4 separate regions of the Danio rerio genome follow, and all the other regions are linked to region 2. The links are chromatin contacts, called in public HiCAR-type and HiChIP or PLAC-seq maps. All regions are on one chromosome and are shown on one strand. The core of a region is the stretch at or near the end of the contact, and the rest is flanking DNA. Distances in the headings are between cores, read along the strand shown.

The links. HiCAR-type assays count read pairs that join an accessible place to other places. HiChIP or PLAC-seq counts read pairs in DNA pulled down with a chosen protein or histone mark.
Region 1: a HiCAR-type map of caudal fin shows a contact between it and region 2, with 5 times the contacts expected there. The contact joins two enhancer-like sites.
Region 3: a contact with region 2 is called in a HiCAR-type map of caudal fin, with 6 times the contacts expected there. The contact joins two enhancer-like sites. A contact is called at or near these places in 1 of 18 Hi-C or Micro-C datasets (embryo) and 1 of 4 datasets of contacts at active chromatin or transcription factors (caudal fin).
Region 4: a contact with region 2 is called in an H3K4me3 HiChIP or PLAC-seq map of pancreas, with 10 times the contacts expected there. The contact joins the promoter of ankrd11 here to the enhancer-like site in region 2. A contact is called at or near these places in 9 of 18 Hi-C or Micro-C datasets (caudal fin, embryo, fibroblasts and 3 more) and 4 of 4 datasets of contacts at active chromatin or transcription factors (caudal fin, embryo, gastrula embryo and 1 more).

Annotation. Positions count from the first base shown.
Region 1 is chr7:57,238,431-57,244,183 of GRCz12tu, reverse strand. All of the region lies in intron 1 of ankrd11 (ankyrin repeat domain 11), which reads right to left. Among named protein-coding and RNA genes, the nearest start is that of ankrd11, 57 kb to the right of the region's middle. Within about 2 kb of position 1,968, at least 1 of the 62 cell types and tissues checked has an H3K27ac peak or open chromatin away from gene starts, as enhancers often do. A contact at or near this core is called in caudal fin, where this site is marked.
Region 2 is chr7:57,370,142-57,375,800 of GRCz12tu, reverse strand. It overlaps ankrd11 (ankyrin repeat domain 11), which reads right to left. Exons shown (of 13, transcript XM_068222739.2): 5 at 1,231-1,404. Among named protein-coding and RNA genes, the nearest start is that of slc22a31, 36 kb to the left of the region's middle. Within about 2 kb of position 1,695, at least 14 of the 62 cell types and tissues checked have an H3K27ac peak or open chromatin away from gene starts, as enhancers often do. A contact at or near this core is called in caudal fin, pancreas and skeletal muscle, where this site is marked.
Region 3 is chr7:57,197,716-57,203,034 of GRCz12tu, reverse strand. All of the region lies in intron 1 of ankrd11 (ankyrin repeat domain 11), which reads right to left. Among named protein-coding and RNA genes, the nearest start is that of ankrd11, 16 kb to the right of the region's middle. Within about 2 kb of position 1,509, at least 6 of the 62 cell types and tissues checked have an H3K27ac peak or open chromatin away from gene starts, as enhancers often do. A contact at or near this core is called in caudal fin, where this site is marked.
Region 4 is chr7:57,181,605-57,187,614 of GRCz12tu, reverse strand. ankrd11 (ankyrin repeat domain 11) reads right to left here and starts at 3,387. Exons shown (of 13, transcript XM_068222739.2): 1 at 3,002-3,387.

The DNA of each region.
Region 1 (5,753 bases), core at 719-3,218, 130 kb after region 2:
AGTGATTTAAAATTTAACTTTGTGAATCACACATTTAAAAGATTGTCAGTGTTTTTGTAGCTAATAAATTATATTGACAGGAGCAGAAATGAACAGACACAGATTTGAACTGAAGCGTCAGAAAACATACATTAGGCTCCCATAAAAGGCGTAAATTCTAGACTGTTTGCAACCTTAAAGAGCTCCAGAGACTATCCAAATAAAATGGTCTATTGTTGCACAAATGTGTGCATTTTAATGACTTTTGCACTTGCAACATTATGTATTGTAGATGGAACATTATTGACGATACTACGATTTACAAACTACAGTGGCACCACTAGTATTTTGGAGCCATAGTATCATGATACTACCATAGTATCATAACCTAGTTCACAATTACACACAAGTAATTCCTTAAACAATTTTAATGAAAACAATAAGACCTACAACTACTTCTGACAATCCGATGAGGTTATAAATATTAATCGTTGTCTGCATTTGCTCAAACTGATTTGCTCATGTCAAAATGTGGATGAAAATAGGAAAGGGTTGGCATTTGAATAGCTTATATTCGCGTAAAATAGGACTGCACGATATTGGAAAGATCTGACATTGTGATATTTTGTTTTTCTGCTACATATTTTGCCATTTACTTTGTTATACTTGAAAATAATTTTTGTTCACTTTATTTTAAGGTTTAGTTCTCACTCTTAGCAAACCATGGTTTCCACTACATTCATTCTTCCATTGTGGGGCGCCACGACAAAATTGATTCCGCCACGGCTACATTACAGCTTTTCATTCAAAATATTCAGCAGTGTTTCTTTTATTAGCGGGTGATAATCACTCCAAAACGTAGAAAAGATAAATGATTTATAAAAGCACAAACTTTTCTGCAACCGTAGTAGTGCTGTGCATCGTTTGTTTAACCCTTTAAGGTTACGTGCAGACTGACTGACTGACTGACTGACTGGTGAGTGATGCCAGCAAGCAGGACGCATAGCCGTTTCACTTTCCTTGAGGACGCATTAATACCGCTCTGTAGGTCTATTGGACACATTCATAAGTATTCCTAGCAAATCTAATAAATGTTGGAGACATACTTGTTACATAAACGCACTAAATTGCACTTCAGCAGCGTTTATTTGAGAGCGCACAAAAAGATCTGCGCTTGAGCAGCGTATATTTGAGGGCGTGCAAGAAGTTTTGTGCACAAGCAGAGGAAATCTGTGCGCAAGCAAAGAGATTTGCATGCACATAGGCTAATACTTAAATGCGATCTTAACTTGTAATACTGCGCACACAACATTTGTCATTGAAATAACACCACAGGTAGTTGGTAGATCTGTGCAAAAAAGACCTGCCGCCACAGCTGGAAAAAATCTTAGAGGAAACACTGCAAACCATTTTTAATTCTGCTTTAATAAACTCCTACTTTGCTCCTTATTAAGAGTTATTAATGTAGTTTAGGTATTGGGTAGGATCAGGAATGTAGAATAACCATACAGAACACATCCTTTATAAAAATACTAATAAACAGCCAATATCTCAATAACATGCATGCTAAAAAGCAACTAGCTGAGAGCAAATAGTAAGAATTAGTCCCTAAAGTGTTACAGAATGTATTTATTTTGATTGACTGGGATAACTCTGTAAGGGAGTGAATCATGCATAAAGTCATAAACAAACTACGAGCATAGATAAATAAAACAAAGATGAAAGTAAAATAAACTGTGCATGCATTAGGGTTTTGTATATGTAAATGTAAAAATTACACTGCAAAATCAACTCAACACTACATATCTTCGCGGTGTGACTAGTGCGGATGCAAACATCAATATGCAAAATCAATACGGCAGCTCTACCGCCAAATATCAAAAAAAACTGACACCAAAGCTTTACAGTCAGTGCAATATATGTGAGGCTTTTTGCATGTATAAGAGAAATACAAAGCATGAGAGCATATGGAGTTACTTGCTGCAGGGCCTTTTAAGACGCCTTCCGTAAACACCCCCTCACTTGAAACGAGCAAAAGTACTTTGCTCCATTTATTCCTGGGCCACTAGTTTAAATCTAGACAAATATAGTTGGTCCTGCCCCTTTCCTCAATAACAGCTTCTTCTGCAAACTCTGAGCTACTCTGTAATTATAGGTTCATAAAATGCACTGAAATATGGCACAAAGCAGTTACCTTGGTAAAAATAAACATCATCCATCAGCCTGCTACACTAGGATCCCTCAAAAGGATATGCAGAGAAGAAGGAAAGCCATAACCAGGAACAAGTCTGTTTTCAACAATTAGTTTTAATGAATCTTCTTGAGCTTGGGATGTCGTTGAAATTAATAAGGGTAACACTTTGGTTTACGTCACAATTCACGATATTAACAAACCATTAACTAGCACTTCTAGCTTAATAACTACTAATTATTTGTTTATTAATCGTTAGTAAGGTAGAAGTTGAGCTTAGGTTTTGTGTAGGATTAGAAATGCCTTATAAAATAATCCTTTATAACTACTAATGAACAGTAAATATCTTAATAATAAGGAGGTGATAAGCCAGTAGTTAATAGCATGAATTGTGACCTAAACTAAAGTGTTAACTAAACAAGTTTTAGGACTGGTTTTACAGATATAGTTTAATTATGGCATTTTAGTCATTTTTATAAATCTGGCATGGTTTTCTTTGCATTACATTAAAACCTGCAATGGCATCATCCACCCCCTTGACAGTTAAGTTATTTCATCTGATTTACAAGCAGAAGATCACAATAGAAGTCATTTAAGGTGCATATTCCTCAGAACAGCTCTGTACTTTTAATAATATTTGATAACATTTTAATAAGCAAACAAAATAGCCTTAAGTTGCGGTCACACTATATTTTTCGCCCCATAGACTTTCATTTGTATGTATACGAAAGTGGCAGACCAGAAACACAAGCTTGTGCGACAAGTTTCACATTTCGCTGTATTCAAAAGTTCAAGCTTGGTGAACTGCAAAATTGCATAAGGAGATTGCATGAGGTAAAAAAAAAATAAAAAATCAAAACAAGACCTTTGTACAAAAATTTGGACCAATTGCTCTCATTTATATAAATTACAGAAATCAACGGTTCTTCAGGTAAGAAATGTAATGTTAAGTATTAAGATATGTAAATGTGTGTATATATTTACTGAAATGGCACAAAAATTGTGACAAATTCTGCTCAGAAATTCAGAAAACACACCATACAATCTGTGATACAAGTAATTTCTAGAAAACTCTGGCATCTTGAGCAGACTGAGGAAATTAGCCGCCTGACGATGAGTATATTTCCGTACTCTCACGCCCCATTCACACGGGGCTTCAGCGTCAAAGCTTGACAGAGGGCGTCTGAAGTTGGGCTGATGCAATTGTCATAGCAGCGTCAGCCAGTGAAATTAGTCAGCAATAAGACACAGTCTGAGCTGGTGTATTTGCATACAGCGTTCTGATTGGCTGACGCTTCCATCGCTGCTTGAAAAGTTGAGAAAGTCCCAACTTTTGCAGCGATTAACGCCTCTGAAGTGGCGCTGACGGATCCACAATGCAGTTCAACAACGCCTGACATCACCAATTCAAAGTGAATGGGAATTGTTGACACTGACACCCTGTGTGAATGGCCAGTAAGATTGCAACATTCAAAACATTTAATGACTTAATTTGTACCAACGTACCATAGGCCATTCAAGTTTACAGTGCAAGAACCCTTTTCTTCAACAAGTGTGACAAAACAGTGCTGGACCACCGGATCAAACCATCTTCCTTTTTGATAGGGGGACAAATAACATGCGAGTGCAAGTGCTTCTAGTCAGTTGTGTATCATTTGACTTTTATACATTTGTAAAACAATTTATTGAGAATAGTATACCTACACGCATTGAATATAACTATTGAATTGTGTCATGTTAATAATACAGATTATCAGTATGTGGTTATGGGCCACCTCTCAATAAGAAACCCAGCTATTTAGTTTGAATAGTACCTCTGTCCAATGCGACTCATAATCAAGAGAAAACCTTAACATCTGAACACTGAGACACACACAAGTAGTGTGCAAGCGTTGCATTATCTAACGTCTCTTGCCGCATATTTAAACTGATAAAACCTTAAACATGCAAGGAGTTTACACCACTAACTGTGAAATCAGCCACTGTAAACTCTGGATAAATGGACAGACCAAGTGTTGTGGGACAGGGAGTTGTAAACTGTAACACCACAATGCAGAAGGCTGAAGGCGCTGAAAGTTTTGAACTCACCCAGTGAAAGCTGCTTCAGTGATCACACATCAGTAAGGCAGCAGCAGAGCTTGCTGAAGCTGAAATAAATACTCAGTTACACTACACTAACTGACAAAAGTCTTGTCACCTATCCAAATTTTAGGAAAAACAAATAAGTTGACTTAGTTAATCATGTGGTATCAGACATGACTTATATGAAAGGCAAAGGTCTCTAGATTACGATTATTTTACCAAAATAAAATATAATCATGCTTTAATTTTAAATTATTTTATTAGGGCAGTAAGGTCTGACCTGGCTGTAATGTACCGTATATAATATAAAGTCATGCTGCAGTGGAAAAAGAATGAATATTGTGCATGACTCTTGTGAGCTTGGAGGACTGCATCCATACATCTCTGCAATGACTCAAATCACTTATTAATAAAGTCATCTGGAATGGCAAAGAAAGTGTTCTTGCAAGACTCCCAGAGTTCATCAAGAGTCTTTGGATTCAACTTCAATGCCTCCTTCTCCATCTTACCGCTGACATGCTAAATAATGTTCATATCAGGAGACTTGGCTGATCCATCCTGGATCACCACAACCTTCTTTGCTTTCAGAAACTTTGAAGTGGAGGCTGAAGTATGAGGAGCGCTATCCTGCTGAAGAGTTTGCCCACAAATGTCTTGATACCTCATGTCGTTGATGTTGCCATCCACTCTTTCGCACGCACCCATACTGAATGTAACCCCAAACCATGATTTTTTTCCTTTCACTAAACTTGACTGATTTCTGTGAGAATCTTGGGTTCATGCGGGGTGCAATAGGTCTTCTGCAGTATTTGTAATGATTGAGATGCAGTTCAACAGATGATTCAGAAAAATTGACCTTCTGTCACTTTTCCCAAATGATCAATTTGTTCCTCTTAAAACTGAGATTGACGACAAGACTTTTGTCAGGTAGTGTACACTAGCACCCCATTCCCAGTTATACTAACAAAAGTCAGCCATTACAGTAAACTAAAGTTTACTTGGTTTGTAAGAAAATGACTGATTTAATACTTCAAAAGGTTATACATGGCCAGTTTTAATTATAAGTTGTTAATGCTTCTAGATTTAAAACCACAACAATGACTGAAGCCACAAAAATTAGAGAGTCCATAAATGGTAAAACATTTTTTGCAGATAAACGTTTGGTGGCCAAAAATCCTGTACATCTCTAATATCAACACACATTTAGATTCGCATTGTTGCACATTTCTGCTGTGTGATTGGCTCTTAGACCAACATAGAGTAAAGCAAAAGTGCGGAGCTTATCATTGTTATTGGCATAAACTTTAATCGCCCTAGCAGAATGTTTTACAGTAAAGATATACAATACTGTCAATACAAATACAGCAAGATAAATGGTGCTGTAAATGTAAATACAGTGTATTGGCTATTATTGATTTACAGTGAGTTCTTGGCGAACTGCTACCCTAAAGTTACTGTAGATTCTACAGGAAATTGCTAACTGCAGGGAAAGTGGGGAAAG
Region 2 (5,659 bases), core at 446-2,945:
GAATATCACCAGAAGTGTTCTGTAATACATTATGAACACATTAAGTACATTGTATTTCTGTTTTGAAGTACATCGTAGTTAGGCCAAGTCTTATTATCTTTCATTTATCCACCACTAAAACTCATTTTTTAAGAACCTGGGTTCTAACAGAAACCTGTAATTTTTTCAAGTCTGTTTTCACAACTATACAAATACTAATGGATCCTTAAAAAAGGGCCATTCTTCAAACTGCTGAAAGCTGTTTCCTTAAATTAAGTAGTTTTGTCATCAATACATCTGTAGAGTAGAGGTATTAACCTGCATTTGGGCCTTCAAGAAAAAACGTGAGAACCAATGACAATTAAAAACAGAGTTAAAGCAAGTAACTGAGCTTTGTACAACCTCTAGATGGCAGTCTTGCACAAACATTTTAAACGGATAACTTTTGCCTGCGTCAAATTGCACCTTCTTCCTGTTTCACATCTTGGACTGAATTAAGCAATTTTAACAGATTTTCACTGTTTGTATTTGGTTAATACTGTCATAAACGAATTTTTACTGCATTAAATAAACCAACTATTCTTTTAGCAAACATGAAAAATATATTAGCAACAACATGAAAATCATTAGATGACTTTTTTTGAGATGCTTCAATACAGAACAAGCACAAGACTGCACAACAATAGCTGGCATGCAAAAGAGCTCTGCAGGGGTGGGGCTGTATTTTTCTTTGGCATTTCCAGTATCCTTTTGTTTTGGAAAAAATAAATCTGTTTAACTATTAGTGGAAGAATAACTAAATTTGACAAATCTAATAGACACATACTTACTAGAGATAGATATAGCACTTATTACAAATGCTCTAGCCCAGGAAAACTCAATAGCCATTAGAAGTTTTGTTTTCCCTCACAAGCTGCAACGTTAGATTGCGATACCACAGGCGCAAATCCAATCAAATCTGAATCAGAAATTTATTTTGGAACAGTACTTTCAAGTCCCTTGCTGCTCTATCAACAGTTCTAGAGGGCTGATGAAAAACAGTGGATTAAGATTGCAGAGGTTCATTTCGCTGAAGTAATGGAAATTGATGAGGGTTATCTTGTTTAATTGAATTCTAATTAAGTGCTGTGGTGTGTTTTTAAATGATGCATAGCGTAAGAGTGCTGCGGGGACAGTGGAAGCTACTGAAGCCGCCGGGCCCCCCTCCTACTTGTGGCCCCCCGAGACGTGGCGCTCATGACAAACACGCACCTGGACTGTTTACGGACTCCTCCGCCGTCATCTGCATGAGAAGAGCCACCTGCTGCCGCTCTGAGAGTGGGTACCCGGCCCGGATCCCTGGCATGCCCATCCCAAACGGCAGGCCTGACTTCCTGGTGTTAGTGGGCTCTTTTTTAATGCGCTTCCGCTCTGGACCTTGTTTTTCTGTTGAGAAGAAAACGGGCATGTTAATTCGCAAACCAGCCTCAGAAATGCTTTTGAACAGACAAACTCCTTTTTACTCAGTTGTGTGACCTTGTATGTACGCTAGCTCAAGTTAATGTGCAATTAAGTGCATCCCATCTATGCCATTCTTAGTAGCCTGAAGGTCAAGTGAAACCTTTGGTGAATTCCCAGCTGTTCGGCCTATGTGAAAGCCCTCTGGTGGCACCAGCCATAGTTTGATATTAGCCTTATGGGGAGGGAGGGGCCCATCACTGCCAGTCTAGTGTGTGTGTGTGTGCACGTGTTTCTTTAAGGCTATGACTTGGCAGCCTGTCACCGATTACAAAATGGCCGGTGTTCACATTTCAATGTGGCAGAGACAAGGTCACCACTGCATTTGGACAAAAGCAGCTGCTCTTCACAGAAATGCCCATCAATTATTCTCAGTATGTCATTGTCAACATATCCGCGCCACAATGCACATGTCCTACTCACTGCACAAGTCTCGGCCTTGCTATCGACTTACAGTAGGATAGCCGTCTTAGTGTTTGCCAGATTCTAATATAACCCCCCAAGCCTCAAACTATGCAAACATGCCCAAATGTCTCACGGGCATTCCTAACGCCAATAAAAACCCAATGAGGTACAGCAGTCCTGTCATCTAGATTTCTGCAATTGTCTAATCTATAGAAGATCTACTAGCTGGCTTGCCGTTTCGACGTTGTGATTTGCTCAAGGCCACAAGCATAATTTGTAGGTAGAGGAAGCCAGACAAATGCTTCCAGTAACGGGATTTTTCCAGGAATTATTCTTCACGGTTGGGGCTGATAAATATTCGCTAACACCTGTAAACAATTACATGTAATGTACCCCAACCTTTTGAACACACACGCTCTTGCCATTTAGATGCATTCCTGTGATCCAAATCTTGAAGAACATGAGCAGCAGCAGCAGCCTAAACATGTTTATAAAGGCCGGATGAAGGGAACTGAAAAACGCAGAGCTTGTACTTTTGTGTTCTAAAATAGAATGTAATGACTATGGTACAGTAATATAAAAGTCCTCTGATGTCAGGATCAAGCTTTTCATCCTCACTTATTGTATTAAAAGTAAAGTGAACTGCAGAATGTTTTTCATTTTGCATATTTTCATGCTTATGCTTCCATAATCTGATACCTTGAAACAAAACAATTATATTCATGAATAAGCCCAGGATCATTACTAAAAAGCATTGCATTGTATATATGCAAAACAATGATTCGTTATAAATAAGAGAAACATATATATATATATATATATATATATATATATATATATATATATATATATATATATATGTATATATATGTAAAACAGCGGAATTATGCACTAATCATTGCAACCCTGCCTCAAAAGAACCCTAAAGCAGTGGTCCTTAACCACCAGGCCATGAACTGGTACCAGTCTGTGGATCAATTGGTACCAGGCTGCACAAGAAATCGTTATTTATTTCAGTTTTAATTATTATCTAAGTTTGAACAATCTTTTATTTTGGAAAAAAATACGGTATTCACTTGCTTACATCTCTGTCATTTGAATGGCAAAATTTAACCCACAAGCAGCAAAATGAGTAAGAAACAAACGCGTTTGGAAAGTTTCTTTGCTAAGAGGAAAAGGCCCAGTGAAAGACCTGCAAACTGCCAAGGAATGGATCTGCAACCCATTTGTCAACAAGTCAGGTGAATTCAACATGTCTGTCCTTGAAGATCGATTGCTGGAGATTGCAAATGATGGCAGCCTTTTAGGGGCATTCGCATATCGTGTCTTTTCAGGAGTTTCCACAAGTTTGTTATTTTCAATGGAGGTGCGTAGCTTGGCAGACACACTCAGTTGAATAAATGCTCCGGGTGCACAAGAACTGACCAATCAGCTTCATACTTTGCATTGTATATACACAATTCAGCAGACTTGTTATCTCAGACAAAACAGAACACACAAACAGTGCAGACATTTTCTTTACAAGTAAAACTTGTATCAGAGTTGCAGCAATGTATTGTCAGCTTGTCATCCTCGGAAAAAACGTTTGATGGTTGACCGGTCCGCGATGATAAAAAGATTGGGGACCACTGCCCTACAGCTCAAATTGTAGTAAATGAACAAGCATTGTAATAAGTTTTAAAAAAATACATAGTTATTAAACTTGTCATTGTTCCACAGAACAAAAAAAACAGACCCAATAAATAAATGTACATGATGACATCACATTTCTTCAAAACACTCGGTCTAAAGTGCAAAGCAATGTAGCGGCAACATGACAAAAATTCTTTAACAGTCTACAAAGCAACCTTTGTTGTTAAGACGGATCAATTTTAATTGCACTAGACACAAACACTAGGAGAAACACAATTAATACACTTGTAAAATACCAAAGAACATTTTAAATATATTAAATTATAAGATAACTAAACCATTATAAAGATTTAATATCAATTTTCAAAAGCACTCAAATCCCATGAACAAACAAAATCTAATTGAAATAATATATAATTTGTTTTGCCCATTTAAAAAAAAACACAGTAATGAAACGTTTAATTGTTCCAACAGAACAAAAAACAGACCCATTAAGTAAATGTAAACGATGACATCACATTTCCTTTTACACCCAGTCTAAAATGCAAAGCCGTGTGGTGGCAACATGACAACAATTCTTTTTAACCCACAAAGCAGTCTACAAAGCAGCCTTTGTTGTTAAGACGGATCAAATTTTATTGCACTAGACACAAACACTGGGAGCAACACAATCAATACACTTGCAAAATACCAAAACACATTTTAAATATATTAAGTTATAAGATAACTAAACCATTATAAACGTCTAATTGCTTTATTTAAAAAAATTTGTATTATTTCTTAAATATATTTATTCACACACTCCATAATCCTTACCAAGAATAGAACAAAACATAGCTTTCTACAATAATAATAAAATTAAGAAAAAAACTAATTACAAGGAAATTTAAAACTAGTAATAAAAAAAGATTTAAGACCTACAACACAATATTTCAGTAAATGTAAGACTTTTTAAGGCCTAAAATTTAGCTTTTAGGATTTAAGACATTTTAAAACTTTTTAGGACCCTGTGGACACCCTACTAGAGGAACCGAATCAGATCAAATTTTTTTTTTTTTGGTCAATGTATTTTGCACGGTTTCTGCAGGTTTTATCAAGTAAAATTTAAGACTTTAAGACCCTTTTAAGACCATTATAAATGAAATTTTAGACTTATACGAAGCTAAACACTAAATAGAATTTGTATTTTGCTTGCCAAAAATAACACAAAATAATTTTATTTCAAAGCCACATATTTTTAATGTCTATATTTTTTTCTACATTTTTTTAACCGAACTCATTTCTAATATATAACCCTAAGTTTCATGCCTATTGTATTATGTCCACCCCCTACCTCTGTAAATAATTTCTGTAAAAAATGGAAGATCCTATAAAGGCATATTTTGCCCTGTCATTGTCATGAAGAATTATGTAATTATTTATAGTTTTGTTTTCCTGATTAACAAATTAAATTTAGAGAATTTGCTGTAAAAAACGTCTAAAAGCTGTTGTGATTTCATAATTTTGAAATATTTTCAAAATTAAAATATTTTTAATTTTATTAAAAATAAATTATTTTTATTTAGATGGATTGTTGATAATTGGTTGTGTGTTGAAACTGGGTAGCTTTAGTTTGACGGAGAAAAATTAAGACCTTTTTTAAATGATTAAACATTTACAATATTTTTGTGAATTTAAGGTCTAAAATTTAGTTTTTAAAATTTAGGACTTTAAGACCCCACGAACACCCTGTATTATATCACAATCTTCCTGTAATGAAGGTGGTAAAACTTGTTTGTCATAAACAACCCAAACCAGAAAAGCTGGCTAGGTGTGTGGTTTGTAACATAAGAGTGGAAGAAAGAACAACTGAAAAATTACCACATACATTTTCAGAATGAGCTCATATGTTCAGCTCAGATTATGGAGGATGATGGTGAAGGCTAAAATCTAGCCGTTTATTCTCATTAGTTCCTTCTTTTGACTCAAAATAAACAACAGCAATATTGTTGGTTTGAGTAGCATTTCTTGGTATGCTGTCTGAGAGAGCGGCTTACTGTGTGTCCTCTGAGACTGAGGGCTGAATCTAGGTCAGGGACTGAGGGTTACAGGGACGGCAGCCCAACAGACAAGGGAAATTTCCAATGGTAAATGTGTAAAAGCGAAA
Region 3 (5,319 bases), core at 260-2,759, 170 kb after region 2:
TGAATTGTCTTGGGTGTGTTCAGATGCACACACGGCTACTTGAATAATCATAAAGCGCAGCTTGAATTTGACTTCTGTTTGGCAAATGAGTAGAAGCATGAGGCCTTCAGTCTGAGTGTGATGTAGTTACAGTAGTAGAGCATAGAATTCAGGCTGCTCTAAGATTAGTGCGTCTCAGGGAGTGTGTGCATGCCTGTGATGTCCAGCATTCTGCATATCTCAAAGGCACACCACCAGGAAACACTTCTAGATCAGCAACTGCTGCATTTCACGATTTTTACAATGGTCAACTATCAAATGTGTGTTTTTTTTTTTCTAAATGTGTCACATTCAGTCTGAAATTAACAATTGTATCACTTAAGCTATTTTGAATTTTTCATAAAATAACATATATATAAAAAATAACAATATCAAAATTAGAATGTTAAATGTATAGTGTCAACTAGGTATTCCTTTATAGTGTATAAATTGAGGGCAAATGTTGACATGTTTGCTGCTAAATCACCAAAACAAATTACATTTTAAAAGCATTCTATAAAGTTTGATATAATGATGTGCTGCTTGAACCAAAAAAGCTGCTAAACAAATTGCAGTGTGAAAGAGGTTTGCAACTTCAACTTCTCCAGAGTACTTAATAGTATGTAAACACTGTATTTTAACTTAATTGAACAAAAATAAAATAGTTTTAATTAATATCAAATGCAATCTGTTGCACTTTTTGCTTTCAGTGATTAAGCAAAACCTAAGTACACATAATTCTATACTTAAATACATATTAACTTTATTATTTTTACTATTCTTATTATTATTACTACTCAAAACGTAAATGTAAATTGCAAACGACTACAATGTGTTTGTCATGTATTAAAATATTTGTAATTTTTACATTTGGAAAGACAAGCTGCAATTTAGTCCATTTCAAATATATTAACTCTTAAGTTCAAGTCATAATAAATACACAATGCTTATGATGATTTATAAAACATGAATGAACCTGTGTCATTAGTTTAATGGATTGTTATCTGGGAATAACAAAGCTTGGAATGCTGTGATTGACCAATTAGAATAAACCATTCCAGAGTGGTGTAAAAAAAAAGATTTTGAGTAGTATATATAATCGTAACAATAATAAACGCAGAAACTGGACAAAGGTGAATCTTTTAGCAATGCACAGCAACTTTGACTCTTTTAGAACATTTATGAAAAGTCTTTATTTACACTATCACTGCTTTTTGTAAAAAAAAAAATATATATATAAAATAATTAGGCAACAAGGTTAAAATGGCCATGTAAATTTTCAGGAGAACTATTCCTTGAAAAATGTAGCAGCAGCATCAGGCTGAGTGTTCAAGTCTGAGGCTCACCCAATGGCTGTTAAGACAGCAGATGGGCACAGCAGCATGCTGATACTGTAAAACAAAGCCATGTAATCACGGACTGGCTGTATGCTGCTGCACCAAAAACTCACAAGTATTTGGCTTCAAAACAATCTCAGACTATTGCTGCAAACCAGCAGCAAAGGGCCCTCGGGGTTTAGAATGACAACCTTACCAAACCTGTCCTTTACACAGAGCAATGGAAAAAAATACCTCACCTCTTACAAAACAACAACAACAAAGAAGAATTTCTGCAATATCATGTGCAGTCATTATAAATAACAAAGGTAGAGATAGGGCTGCACAATACACCGTTACAGGATTGATGTAGCAATGTGATCATTTGCAATAGACATTGCAGAATATATGCAATGTTGAGTTTGTTTTAGAATTTATCATTTGCATGTGTTTTTGATGTCCGTGTCATTGTGTAATGACCTTAAAAGCATTCAGGAATAATGAATTGTACCATTTGGGAGCTTAATTTTATTGAATTAATTGTATTTTCATCATTCAGTTACTGTACTTGAATACTATTAGACTCTGAAAACAATAAAAACAACTTTATTTCAATTGTATCTTTTCTTGATTGTATTTATAGATTGTTGTGCATGTAAATACTCACAACACACGCAAATACAGAAATGCATGGCAAATAGCACAAACAACAGTGAAAATCTGTTGGGGACCCCAAAAAGTTTAAGGATTGTTTATGAGATTTTATGAAGATAGTAGACATTAATTTATCAATGTCTGACTAAACATGTGCATGAAAATACTCACAACACATGCAAATACAGAAACGCACTGCAAGTAGCACAGACAACAACAAAAATGTGTCAGGGAACCCTAAAAAGTTTATAGACGGTTTATTAGATTTTATGTAGATACACTCCCACTACAGAATCATCCCAATCTAACATGATCAATTATTTACAAATAAAGATATTGAGTACATTTAGTGAAATTGCAAACATATTGCAATATACATCGCAAAATAAATAAATATTGCAATGTTTAATTTTTCCAATATCGAGCAGCCCTAGGTAGGGAGATTCTCATGCACAATTTGCCAGTAAAACCAGCTCTGTAAGAAGTACATTTTCAGCATCTGCTTTCAGATGGTGCAGTTCTTCCATTACACAGAGCCATAGTTCACACAAGCTACACACAATAAATAAATTAAAATTGCAGAAGATTTAATCATCACAATCCTCATATCAAATAGAACCATTTGTCGCTTTGACAGCTGTTTGCATCACTTCTCAGTTAACTATGGCTCTAAACTGCTACTGATCTGAAAGCTCATGAAAATCCCACATGTAATAACACGTCTCACCCTAAAGACCTCTGTAAGACTTGAAATACCACAAATATTTTGATGTCTTTGAAAATTCAAACATGAGCTGAAAACAGAGACTATCAGCTCTACAATCCAGCAGGTGGGAATGCGGGAAAAACCTGCTCCTCTCCTTTCCTTTATTTACAATTGAAGCATGCCCACTTTCCCTGTTCACACACATTCTCTACATACTGTACTCACACAGAATGGTCATTTTAAACTATGAATGTTCTAGATCAACCCAAGTGACTTTATCTATCATGTTTTATATCATTTGAATTGTCTCAGTGGGACTAGTACAGTGGTCTCGATCCCTCAGAAATAGACATAATCAAAACAATAAATATAACTTCAGGTATCTTTTGAACCACTGCGAAGGGTTTGCCTTTCCTATAGGCAGAAACTCTTCCGCTAAATGCAAATGCCTTTTGTTATTCTACACGCCACTTTCCTCGAGGAGACTCTTGAATGTACAACTTAGGCCCCATTCACACGGGGCGTCAGCGTCAACACTTCCCATTCACTTTGAATGGGTGACATCAGGCGTTGCCGAACTGCATTGTGGATCCGTTGGCGCCGCTTCAGAGGCGTTGCTCGCTGCAGAAGTTGGGACTAGCTCAACTTTTCAAGTGCCGACGGAAGCGTCAGTCAATCAGATCAATGTATCCAAATACACCAGCTCAGACTGTGGCCTATTGCTGACTGAATTTCATTGGCTGACGCTTCTATGACCATCGCTTCAGCCCCAACTTCAGACACGCCTTCAGTCAAGCGTTGACGCTGAAGCCCCGTGTGAATGGGGCATTAAGGGGAAGTTTTAAATGTTCTGAGTGATTATATAACTAGATGAGCCCATAGTGTGGCGCTCCATGTTCCATGCTATGTATATTTTAAAGTCAGATCTGCATTTTCTGATCTTGGATTTATCTTTGAGAATTTGATGTCTTGTTTATAAATTGAATGAATAATTGGTATAATAATTTTTTACCTGACTAATATTGTTTTGTTTAAACATATTTAGCTTACTCTATAATTATGAATTCTAGTACATTACGTTGTATCCTTGTTTACACACTTCCTGTATAAGGTCAGTAGACGGACGTAAATACAGTTGAGATTGGGCACACTAATTATATTTTAGGGATCCGACTGACTCGTGATATTGATTTAAGTGTACTTAGGTGGAAAGGGCGTTAACTTCCGTCTAGGACAACAAGGAGTTGCACGACTAACCTAGATACGGTACCCGACCCTTGTTTGAAAGTAATGTTATTCTAAATTAGGTGTATATGGGAAACCATGGGCTTGGCTAAACCAAAATTATTATAGAGTACAGTAGTCAGTTAAATTTATAATAATGACCCTAACCACTGATCGGAAATGATATTGTCTTTACTCAAGGATGTACATCCAAGGAAAACTAATCAAAAATACTTTAGAATGCGCAAGCATGGGAGCGGGCATCTAAAAGTAGTAGTCATCTCCCTCTGTTTAATATATAAAATACTGACAAAATAAAAGAATCATCAAAAGACTGACAAGAGTGTGACCATGAGGGACACCATCGGCCGGGGCAATTTCTCTAAGTGACATTACACCCGAATGAACAAATGTAATAATTACGAGTGAAGTTAAAGGTTCAAAGATTTATCTAAATATACATTGATATCTTCTTAATGTTTTATGATTGGAGTCAGATAAAACGAAAGATAAATATATTAATATTTTAAAACACCTCATATTCAAACTGGAGTCAGATATGAGTTAAATTTGAAGTAAATCAACACTGTGTACTGGAAAGACCGAACAGGCAATAAACCATTCATGAGACACCTTCATTGGAACAACTGGGTGGACTTTACACCTTAAAACTCCATTTAAGTTTTTTCAAATCATAATTCAATTCTGTAGTTGCATTTATTAGTCATTATTTATTATATTAGTCAACATTTATTAGATTGAATCAATAAAAGCAGTTAAATACCTCTGCTCTGTTTGATTAATCTCTTCTTTGCAAAGTATTTTAGTTACCACTTAGGACTGGCTTTCAGAGAAGATTACTACTGATCACAGAGCTGCATTTCCTGAACAAGATGTGCATGAAAATTTTAGCTTTTTGCAATTTTGATTTAATTTTAATTAATCGTGCAGCCCTAATCATAGGCCTATACACATCTAGTGGGTCTTATATGCACAGTCAAATTTAAACATTCTTCAATTTAGCAAATGTTACGATTATCTTGAACGTCTTGTCAGCGAAGCATAGTTCTTTGATCAGTAGTAAATCTATCCAAACGCAAAACTCCAAATATGTCAAAGAAGAAACCCAGAACATATCCCTGTAAAGGTTGCTGAATAAACAAGTTTTACAAAATCCTCTCACATAAAGATTCATTTCAAACACTCAATTGAAAGTATTAAGTGTTATAAAAGTATAACAAACTGGACATTTACTGGAATTTGTGGTCATTAAAAAAAGCAATCAGACATCCCACATCAATTGAATTGGCTTCATCACTCTCTCTCTCATTTCCACCTATAGGTGGGGTGTGGTGAGCAAACTTAGTGCTCTTGATCAGTGGCTGCAGTCGCATCATCCTG
Region 4 (6,010 bases), core at 2,138-4,637, 190 kb after region 2:
GATTTCCTCTTGCATTACATGGGATAGAGTAGTTTAAATACTGTCACCAACATCGTAAATGTTTGTCCTTATTCTTCCAGCACTCACGCTGTTAGGAGTCATTTATTGGAGCTATAGAAAAAATGCGCAACTCTCCATGTTCATTATGAATAGGATTGGGTATTGTTTGGGGTTATTTCCTTACCATTGCTAAATCAATACTTTTAAAATGGTATCGGTGACAAAACAATGCCTGAATAGATACTTTTTAGCCACAAAATTATGACAAAAAATATCATAATCATATATTTATAATAAGTTAAAAGTAAACATCAATTTATAGTTTACATATTTGAATTGCATTAATATATTTATTTTGTTTATTTGTTTGTTAGCATGAATGCAAGATTTGCATTATGCTATTAAAATTACATTAGCTTACTACTAACCTGTGGAAAGTCTGTTAGTAGTAACTCTGCGATTTCATCATGTTTCCTAGCATGTTTCTATGCTAGGTTCATGAAAAAAAAAAAAAACAGGCAAAAAGGTTTGCTTAAGTCAAAACACTGTTATTTGTTTCAAGTGTTGACTTGGAGCAACAGTCTCATTTATTTGATTAATGTTAATACCTGGTAGAAACAGTAACGCATATCTGGTCTCCATTTGCATTCAGAACACTGAAAGTTTATGCAATGCTATTTGAAAAATCAGCATGAAGGCTGATTGATACTTCTGCGTGGAGAGATCGGCGTGACCCACCGCGTCTGCCATGTGGGTAGTCATGAATTTTTACTTCTTCGTGCTGTTTGTGTTGCTCTGCAAAAACACTTCCGAAGCGCTCGCAGTAGGCTTTTATGTTCCTCAGTGTAGTTTCCTCATGGGTGTATTGTTTTTTCTGCACACTTTAAATAGCTAAAACTCGTTCATTCAGAGGCGGGAACCGACAAACATGCAACAACTTTAATTATAAGGTAAACAAAAAACAAAAGTTTCCATCTGGAGCTCCTTCAGAGAACTAGACACATGTAAACAATCAAGCTAGCAACTCTCAGCGCTGCCCACACTCCTCATAGCTACAAAGCTGACCAATCACGGAGCTTGCGCTTCGCGTTGTAGCGGCGTGTGGTTACATTTTTCGAGCGGTGCACATCAGCCACAGCGAGGGCTATGCAGCTATATCGAACTATACGTGTGCGCTTCACACAGAAGTATAAATCAGCCTTAAGATAAGACCACAACAACATTGATATTTTTAAGATTTTCCATTGGTGTGGGGATCCTAAAATCACCAACTAGGCCAACGTACTCCAACAATTGCTAAAATTTTTTGCAAAAAAAAATTAAGACAAAAAAGGCATCCCCAGTCAAAAATAAATGTCATAATTCTCATGATGACCAAGCAAAACATGTTATTTCTTCGAAGCTACAAAAATCCTTTCACGCCAAAACTGCTGACATTTATAACAGCACAGTCATGGCTTAAGTAACATTTGCTCTGCACCCTTAAGGCACTCAAAGTGTTGAAGACACGATATTCTGAGTAAACTGCACAGAAATAGCACTCAAAAGGGTGCACAGAGAGAGCAAATAATTAAGGTTGAGTATGACTGCCGTCAATGAAAGGGAAGGCTTTCAGAAAATCTCAGTAACAGCATTCCTGACCCCACACCCCAAGCAAAGCCCATTTCCCCTATCCACCAAACAATGAGCACAACTCACACAGCACAAGAATGGGGCAGACAAACAGGCCTGACAACCTCAAACGAACACCTACAGATCATCATACTTCAGCTAAATCCTGATTAGTGATCTTAAACCTCCTTCTGGAAAAGTCTACAAGAGCTGAAACAGGAAGAGTGTGTTGCAACACTCCTGCGTATAAGTTGTGCTGGGTAGAAATAAACAAAAGTGAGGAAAGGGAGGGATGTAAAGTAGCAGCAGAGTATGTGGAAAGGGAAAGAGAGAGTGTGCTAACGCCCCAACACCGCCGCAGTGTTCTTCCACTGCACCAGCTCTGTTTACTTCATCACAAACTTTCACACATTTTCTCTTGCTGTACATTTCAGATCGCATCTAATCTAGTATTGCAAAGGCCTTGCTTCAAAGCAACTCCTTTCTGAAGTAAACAATCACAGCACATAACATCTAAACAAGTAACTAGTCACATCCACATGCAGCCTTCACAAAATGTGTTTTCAGGACAAATCCAACACTGCATTTTATCCAATCAACATTAACTAAGCGTGCATTGAGAAAGCAGTTCCTTGTATAGTGAATCAGGCCAACTCTTGCATAGGAACAGCTTTAATAAGCACTCATGTCTTATATTCTGAAAATACGTGTTTTCCCATGCAAGTCACATTATAAAAGGTCCCAATTGAAAGCCAAAACAAATCTGAATGAACACTGCCTGCCATTATATAAAATCTAACCTCATAAAACACATTTTATCATCATAACAGTGTTGCAGTGATCTAATATTTATAATGTGAATGGTGCACTGATAACCCAACTCAAATTGTTATTTATTCTGGATCTCTTAATCCCAGCCACTTCTCCAGCACATAAAAATCAACGTGCAGTCTCTCACGAGTGCCCTTGAAACATACATATATTAGGCTGCCCATCCCAGTGGCTGATTTCTGCAGGGCAGCTGAGCCCGTCTGGTCATATCCGATTCCCAGAGAGAGAGAGAACGACAACATGACGAGGATTATTTTCATTTCTCTAGCTTCACACGCTCACCTCCATTTCTTATAAACACTACCAACTGTAGACCCACGCTAAACATAGGGAGGAAGAAATGCGCAAATTTTTGCCTTAAATAACATAAATATTCAGCAATACGCCAACATTTCCTCGACTTCAGGGTGGGGGAGGGAAACAAACTCCCGTTAGCAACGGGGCTAAAGCCGTTAGCGGGCTAACCGTGAAAGTCGACGCCTGGATGGACGTGCATGCGTTTTTCCGACTCGAAAATGATTCTTAAAAAGCGTAGAGGGATTTACAAATGCTTACCTACTCCAAAACGTGAGCTACATCTACAAAATTATACTTGGTATTCCCTCCCGATGCTTGTTTTTCCCATTTGAGGCCTTCTGCTTCAGCAAACTCCGATGCGGGAACATCCGAGGCGCGCGACGCTCATTTCAGTCCGCGCTCGCGCCAGCGTGCTAAGCTAATCGCTGATTACCTCCTCCAAAATGCGATGGTGATTAAAATCTCTCAGAGCTCCGATAGACTGGTAAGAGAAGAGGTTATAAATTCTCCATTCGTCCCATTATAAGTCAACGGGTCTCAGTAACACTAAGCTTGCAGGTTTGGCTTTATTTGAGGTGCAAAAATAAAATTCCGCTTCAAGTTAATCCTCCACGTCCGACTCCTTCCGAACCGTTGCGATCGGCCTTTGACTCGCGCTGACGAAAAGCGGACGCGGGGAGTTCATACGCGGAATGTGATAGGCTGACGCGTATGGGCGGTCACTGTTGTTTCCCGTTTCAACGGTGCAACTGGCGCCATTGTGGCTCTTCCGAAGGAGGCTTCCACATCGTTTTCTCTGGCGGTTTCGAGCCGTAATGGCGGGCACGGTGGCATATTTTTGCGAGCTCCATTTGGTTGAGAGGAAAATGGAGAACCTATGTTGGTTTATGAGGAAAGTTGACCGAGTGTGGTTTTAAGGGTACCGCGTGAACATAGATGTCGAATTCTCCCATCTTTATTTTAGCTGAGCTAAAAGGTCATTTATTGCAGCCATTTATCTTATCCACCGTTTTTTTTTTAAGAATTTAACATTTTGCCGATTATGGATCGCGAGTTCATCAGCTAAAGCACAGCATGCTTCCACTGACTATTGTTTGTTTGGTGTACGTGCTGCTGTAGATTTTGCTTTTAATTTCGCTTTTGACGTCACGAGCCGCAAGCTAGGCTTGTGACACAGATTTCCGCGGAGCAGAATAACGCAAGAGCTCCCTCTGTTGTAAAGAGATAGGAACTGTACTCTCTGACATAATCCCAACATCCGTGCCATAATCCATGCCAGGTAGTAACTGATTACATATAATCTGGTTTATGTAATCTAATTCCAAAGTTAGGTAAACATAATTAGATAATATTGCACTTTAAAATGCTCTTTATCAGATTAGTTACATTTTATGGACTTTGTGATTTGATCTGTTTATTTATTAGTTCGTTCTATATAAATAAAAAATATATATATTTATAAAAGTATTCTTTGATTTTAATTTCAATCCTGGAGGAAGATGACCATGTAATGGCATTGCTTCTTTACATCATTCTTTACATTACATTCTTTACTTCTGCACTCTCTCTCTCTCTCTCTCTCTCTCTCTCTCTCTCTCTCTCTCTCTCTCTCTCTCTCAATTCAATTCAAAAATTGCTTTATTGGCATGACAATTGTTACAAATGTATTGCCAAAGCAGTTATAAAGTAACATACATGTATACAAAAAAAAAACAGTACACACCGTAAATAGTAGTAGCAAAAAAAAAAAAAAAAAAAAGATATTTATATATAATTAAATAAAATATCAACAATACATCATATTATTCAATATATCACATTAATATTCAATATATTATATTATTATATTATATCTATCTACATATATTTATTTGTGTTTCCTCTATGTGCTCTGGTATTCTGGTGATTTTTCCTATATCAGATTGCCGTACCTCCCATTCAAAAAGTTATTTTGATGATGCAATATTCTACCCATCAGATTTTGCTACCAGTGTAAATTTTAATGTGGAGTAGTGTAATATGAAGCTGTACTACCGCACTAATCCCTAACCCCAACCTCAGAACCATTCAAATACAGTGTTGGTATAGCATAATCTGATGGGTGAATGTCAGGACACCGGTTTCCACCACAGTCCAAAGACGTGCTATTGGTGAATTGAATAAGCTAAATTGGCCGTAGTGTATGAGTTTGTGTGTAAACGAGTGTGTATGGATGTTTCCCAGTACTGGGTTGCAGTTGGAAGGGCATTTGCTGTGCAAAACTTATGCTGGATGAGTTGGCGGTTCATTTCGCTGGGGCAACCCCTGATGAATAAAGGAACTAAGCTAAATGAAAATGAATGAATGAATAATTAAGTGTCAATACAAAGAATAATTTTATATAATAATAAATGTTAAAAAGTGTTTTAAGGTTAAAAAAAACATCTAAAAACTATCATAACCAATGCTTTTCAACTGCAACAAATCACTTAGAAATCATTCATGGTTTTATAAACTCACTCTCAGTTTTATTAATAAATATAAAAAACAGCAATTTAACAAGTGTTTTTTTCTTCTTCTGTCTTTCCTGCTGATTTAAATAACACAGCTTCATCCAGCATTCAGTAAATGAGAAATAAACCTTGTGTCATGCCTACATTTAGAACACAAAATTAATATCTCTTGGATTGGTCAAAGTGCAGCATGCACTGCACTTTAACCAATCCATACTAGAAACAATACTGCCTACCACTATGTGGACAACTATTCATTGTACATATCGCTGACAATTTTACATTGTCCTGTTTTTTTTTGGGAGTATGCTGTTGTATTTTGCATAATCGTTGTATTTGTACTGTCTGTATGTTGCACTGTCTGTATGTTGCACTGTCTGTATTTTGCACTGCCATTTTATTTGCACTGTCTGTATTTTGCACTGTCATTTTTTTTGCACTGTGTATTTTGCACTGTCGTTGTATTTGTACTGTTGTTGTATTTGCACTGTCTGTATTTTGCACTGTCGTTGTATTTGCACTGTCTGTATTTTGCACTGTCGTTGTATTTGCACTGTCTGTATTTTGCACTGTCGTTGTATTTGCACTGTCTGTATTTTGCACTGTCGTTGTATTTGCACTGTCGTTGTATTTGCACTGTCTGTATTTTGCACTGTCGTTGTATTTGCACTGTCTGTATTTTGCACTGTCTGGAGCCAGCACCTAAGCTTTCCACTCATCATAGCACATGTGCTGCTGCTGATGTGACTATAAAAGTGATTTGATTTGATTTGTAGAAG